2 separate regions of the Mus musculus genome follow, and region 1 is linked to region 2. Evidence: chromatin contacts called from public Hi-C data. All regions are on one chromosome and are shown on one strand. The core of a region is the stretch at or near the end of the contact, and the rest is flanking DNA. Distances in the headings are between cores, read along the strand shown. Region 1 holds the start of Hspa8 (heat shock protein 8). Region 2 holds the start of Stt3a (STT3, subunit of the oligosaccharyltransferase complex, homolog A (S. cerevisiae)).

Evidence for each region. Hi-C and Micro-C count contacts between places; a contact is called where the count stands out from the background.
Region 1: a contact with region 2 is called in a Hi-C map of CD8 T cells, with 13 times the contacts expected there. The contact joins the promoter of Hspa8 here to the promoter of Stt3a in region 2. A contact is called at or near these places in 1 of 39 promoter capture datasets (pre-B cells) and 1 of 484 Hi-C or Micro-C datasets (CD8 T cells).

What each region holds. Positions count from the first base shown.
Region 1 is chr9:40,799,952-40,802,651 of GRCm38.p6, forward strand. Hspa8 (heat shock protein 8) reads left to right here and starts at 1,325. Exons shown (of 9, transcript NM_031165.5): 1 at 1,325-1,397; 2 at 1,967-2,176; 3 at 2,467-2,672. The coding sequence starts at 1,972.
Region 2 is chr9:36,766,220-36,768,926 of GRCm38.p6, forward strand. Stt3a (STT3, subunit of the oligosaccharyltransferase complex, homolog A (S. cerevisiae)) reads right to left here and starts at 1,403. Exons shown (of 18, transcript NM_008408.5): 1 at 1,331-1,403. It overlaps Gm26787 (predicted gene, 26787), which reads left to right and starts at 1,668. Exons shown (of 4, transcript NR_166654.1): 1 at 1,668-1,821.

The DNA of each region.
Region 1 (2,700 bases), core at 75-2,574, 4.0 Mb after region 2:
ATTCTTTAAAAAATAAAAAGACAACCTATCTAACTAATAAAGAGCTGCACTCCCTGCCTATTTGAAAGGACGCGTGGAAAGTGCTAGAGAGCCGGGTGTGACGAGGCCCGGAACGCCCAGCCTCCAGGCACTGCGGTTTCAGAGTCTAAGCACTCGCTCCGGCCATTGGCTCAGTCACGTTTTCAAGGACTCAGCGCGGCCGGGCGTTTAATTTTTGGTAAAAGTCAAGTCAGGAGAGACATTACCTCATGTTACTGAAAATAAAAAGGTCGCGATCACTCTATCAAGGACACGGGGCTGCCGGAAACCAGGAATGCCAGTGCCTAGCTCACCCACAAAGGGACAAAAAACATTTATCTTTCGTACATTTATTCCATTAACTGATGAGTCTGGTGGAGCAGAGAGGGGACAGAGGTCACGCTGTCCCCTGTGGGACAGCGGAGGTGGGGAGGGGCGTTCGGCTCAGGGGTAAGCAGAGAGGACTGGGCCATTTCTTTGATAGAGGATCACAAACGATCCTGGGGACATGTGGCGAGCCAGGCAGATCGAGCCTCCGCACTGGGGGGGGGGGGAATCGAGGTGTCCCATTTTGTGGGGGGTGAGGGGTGGGGAAAGCCAGCGAGATAGCGCGGCGGCTTAGCCTCCCACAAGCTGGCAGCACGAAACAAGAAGCCTAGCAGTGCTCCTTAGTCTCAGGCTGGGGTGGACCAAGCCCGAGGCCGGGAAACCGCCGGGCTCAGGGAGAAGGACCGAGGGTCGTGTGGGGGAGGGGCGCAACAACCTTCGCAGCCATTTTGTCCTCGCCCCACTTCCGTCTTCTCTTCCCGGACTCCCCCTCCCTCAGGCTCTTCTCTCAGGCAGCCCGGGGTCCCAAGAGGTAGGGATCCGGCCGAACGCTGCTCTCATTGGTCCGTCGCGGAGGTACCCGCCTTCCTCCCAGGGCATCCTTCCGCCCCCTCCCGCCTGCGCTGCCGGGTCGCGCACGCGCACTCGCCGGCGACCCTCTCCCCTCCCCCAGCAGCTCTGAGTGACAGAGGACTCCCGCGCGCGGGCTCCCGGCGCCCCGCCTTCTCCGCTCCCCCCGGGCCGTTCCCAGAGCGGGGGCGAGCGTGAAAGTTCCAGAACGCCGCGGTCGTGCGTCATCGCGAGGCGGGGCGGGGAGAAGGCGGGACCTAGGCGAGCGTTCTGGCTCTTCATTAGTGCAGTCGGCAAGGGCTGGTCGTCCATTGGCTAAGAAGCTATGATCGGCAGCGGGATGGGGCGGCACCCTTCTGGAAGGTTCTAAGACAGGGTATAAGAGAGAGGGAAGCGGGCGGAAACCGGTCTCATTGAACGCGGAGGCAGCTGCCTGGCATTTGTGTGGTCTCGTCGTCAGCGCAGCTGGGCCTACACACAAGGTGAGGCATGGGACTCGGGGGTTTGCGGGGGTCCGGGGTGGTGCAGGAGTCCCGGGGAGTCTCTTAGGCGGCGGCTGCAGCTCAGGCCGTCACCACCAGGGACAGAGACTGCAGCAGATCCGGAGGATGGGCTGAGTCAGGGCGGCGCCGCCATGGCCTTGTGGCTCCGCGTGGCGGGGGAGGGGAGCCACAGGCGCCCTGGTCTTTTTATCCTGTCTGTGACTTCAAATATAAGGCTTCTGCCCGGCGCCCACAGGGCAGGGCCCCCCGAGGTGGGAAAGGGGGATCCTGGCTCCCGCGGTGCGCGGTCCGGGTGGGGGGGGTTCGGGGGGCGCTCGGAGGTGGCCACGTGCTCCACCATTGTCGCAGACCTTTAGGACAGATGGTTCCTTGAGCCTTGGGCGGGCTGTGCCAGGCTTGGCACAGACCACCTATACTGCAGCACTGCTGCCACGAGCCTGCCGCGTGGCTTCAGGTGATAGGTCTGGGTCACCAAGTCCAGACCCACTGCGGACTGGATAAAAGCCGGAAAGCGAGTGCTTAGCCCCCCTCCTTTTTTTTTCTAATAGCAACCATGTCTAAGGGACCTGCAGTTGGCATTGATCTCGGCACCACCTACTCCTGTGTGGGTGTCTTCCAGCATGGAAAGGTGGAAATTATTGCCAATGACCAGGGTAACCGCACCACGCCAAGCTATGTTGCTTTCACGGACACAGAGAGATTAATTGGGGATGCGGCCAAGAATCAGGTTGCAATGAACCCCACCAACACAGTTTTTGGTAAGTCGCCAGCATCTTTGTGCCACTAGCATGAGTAAAAGGGCTGGGGGGCAGGGCATTTGGAATGTAGAAACAGATCTGCCTTAATAACTGCAGCCTGAGATTGCAACTGTTTAAATATGACAATATAAGGCCACAAGATTTTAAATATGGGCCTTGGCTTCCTGCACTAGAGATTACGTCCATCTAGATGGGTGCTGCAGGTTTTTGTTTTCTGTTTTTTTGGTTTTTTTTTTTTTTGCAGTGATAGGCACTAAGGAGTGTGATGAGGTATGTTTAATATTTTACAGATGCCAAACGTCTGATCGGGCGTAGGTTTGATGATGCTGTTGTTCAGTCTGATATGAAGCACTGGCCCTTCATGGTGGTGAATGATGCAGGCAGGCCCAAGGTCCAAGTGGAATACAAAGGGGAGACAAAAAGTTTCTACCCAGAGGAAGTGTCCTCCATGGTTCTGACAAAGATGAAGGAAATTGCAGAAGCGTACCTCGGAAAGGTGGGTTTTTTTTTTAACAGGTGCCATT
Region 2 (2,707 bases), core at 153-2,652:
CTGACTAGACATAATTTCCAGCTATAAATCTAAGCCTCAATTGATTGGCTACAAGCTTTTTTCTGTTCCAAATCCCAGTGTGCATGCTCTCTGGCCAACTAAAGAGCAGGTGGTCACTAATGCAAGTTCAATCCATGCACTCAAGAGAGAAATATACTCAGGCCACCCACTACATATTCATTTTCAAAGTTCAAACTGTAACTACTGCTCAGGTCTATTTCCCTGTAACTCATTTCATGACCCAGAGAGAACTTGGAGCACCAGATGAAAATCTAGAGCAAAATTACAATAATAATAATAATAATTTTGTTTCTTCTAGACCAGAATAAATTTTGGAATGGTGGTAAGGGAAGCAATCTGCAGACAGTTCAGAATGGTGATCAATTATAGACAATTGGTATGTTAAGGACTAAGAAACAAAGAGTGTGGCAACTGAGAAAACGTAGCACTGTTCAAAACTATGCTGGGAAAGGGGAAACTGCATTATCTTGTTCCCTTCTTTCCAGGGACCAGGGGGTTGCAAAAGGAAAACACTGGACAAAATGGAAAACACGAAGACTCACACTGCGAAGTCTAACATCTTTCCTTTAATTAACTATACCAAAAGAGCAGTTTGGGCTGGTGTGATTAATTATAATTCCAAAGGGAAGGCTTATCACGCACTAATTCTGGGAAGTGAACAACTCAGTCCCATCTCTTGGGTTTGTAGTTGTTCTCAGGAGATAAGTGACATGGAAACTAAACACCACTGAGCTAATATGATCCACACACCTGAAGAGTAAGCAAAGGCAGCGAGAGTGCTAAAACCTGGACTTTAAAGCTAAACACTGCGAGTTTTCATACCGTTCTTGGCAATCTCCACACACCGATAGGGTACAGAAAGGGAAAGGACGCTTTTCTTATCTGCTCATCATCTCTCTGCTTCTCAGCTGTGTCTGCAAGCCTTGACCCACCCGAGCTCTAAATTCTAGGGCTGCAGCCTCGGTGGTTTTCCCACATACGTTTCCACGTCATCTTGTGCACCCTCACTGACTTCGAACCCACTATCTCAGCACACTCCGCGTGGCCCTTCCAAGCTAGTCCCAGGATCCTGTGCCCCACGCCCTCATGGCCAGAGTGCATTGCTCTGCCAAGACCCTTCCTCAGATCGTCTGGTGCCCCAATGCCTGGACGTCCCCATCTCACACTCCACGCCCCCTCCTCCGCCCAGGCCGCAGGCAGGCTCTGCTCCCCACCTCTACAGGCTTGTGTCCAGCACCTCGTTCGGGCCGGCCAACAGCCCGCGCGGCACCTGCCGCTAATCCTCTAGCGCTACCCCAGAGTTTCTCACCTCACGGATGCTCCTCAGGAACCCACTCTGCTCCCCCTGCCATCCGTTCAGCGGCGCACTCAACCCTGACAGCAGCCAAGGCCCGCCTCCCTGCCCGCTCCGCATTGGCTAGCCTCCGTCGATGTATATTTCAGGGGACCGACAGGATAACGGTTCTGTCTGTCATTTCGAGGGCGTGGATCGAGTCTGGATTCCTCCTTTTGAATGGACAATGTGACTGTCATTCACCCTGTTGAGAGGCGTGACTATGAAGTCCCACCGAACTGTGATAGGCCGGCGCGGGAAAGCGAAACGCGCGGAAAGAGCGTGCTCTGAACAGTTTGGTTGAGAGCCGAGCAGTGACGTGTCGGTCTGCGGACCAGGAAGGAGCGGCGATAGGAAGGAGTGGACGCTGTACCCTGGTCACATGAGCAGAAGCGGAAATACGTAAAGAAAGCGGCAGTCGTACCACGTCCGGAAAAGTTGGGCTGCAGATCCGTTTGTTTTTTAAGGTAGAAATGGCCCGTTACCTATTAAACGGTTAAAGGAGAGAAGATATGTTGTGAAAACTCTCAGCCTCCATGGTTCACACGAACCCACCTTGTGTAAGATGTGTCAACTAATAAGCCCAAGAATTGTTTCTGTGTTTGCAGTAACCTCGATAAAGGGACCTTTGACAAATTTCACCGAAACGTTTCACTCAGGTCTGACTTTATGGAAGGGCCCGGGAGGCCTTTTTAGGGTGTCACCGCCCGAGTCGGGCTGAGCCGGCAATAGCCTGCAGAAATTATCTCAAGGCTCGGAGCGGCTAGCCCTGGGCAATCAGGAGCAGCTTAGCATCGCCGGGCCCCTGCGAGGGTGACCTTTCCTCCCGGGCCCTCCGAGGATGGTACTGAGAACGGGCACAGGAAGGGGTTTCAGCTGCCAAACTCCAGTCTTTTCCGATATATACATATAAACAGATGTACTAATTCGAACACTTCCATGCCTTACAAGCCTCAAACCAAAGGCTACGGTAAGATTAGACCATCCAGATACCATTCATATTTGGTGCCAGTGACGCTGGCTTCTCTTTTCCTCTCCCATGAAGGGAAGCACCAACTATTGAAATCAGTACTTATTACAATAATGCATTTCCTCAAAATGCTCATGACCAGTTTTTACACCAGGACCTAACTCAATACCTCTTCTCTTTTGTTTTTATAGTAAATGTTCCATGTAGTTTTATTTTAGCAAGAATAACGGCAAAGCACACACTTGTGATGCCAGTGCTCCCAGAGTCTGAGGCAGGAGGAGCTAATTCCAGGCATCTTAATCTGAAGGAGATAAGCATGAGGACTTTACATACATTCAAACTCCTGTGGCTTCAAAACCTAGCTTAATTTCTTACATAGATAA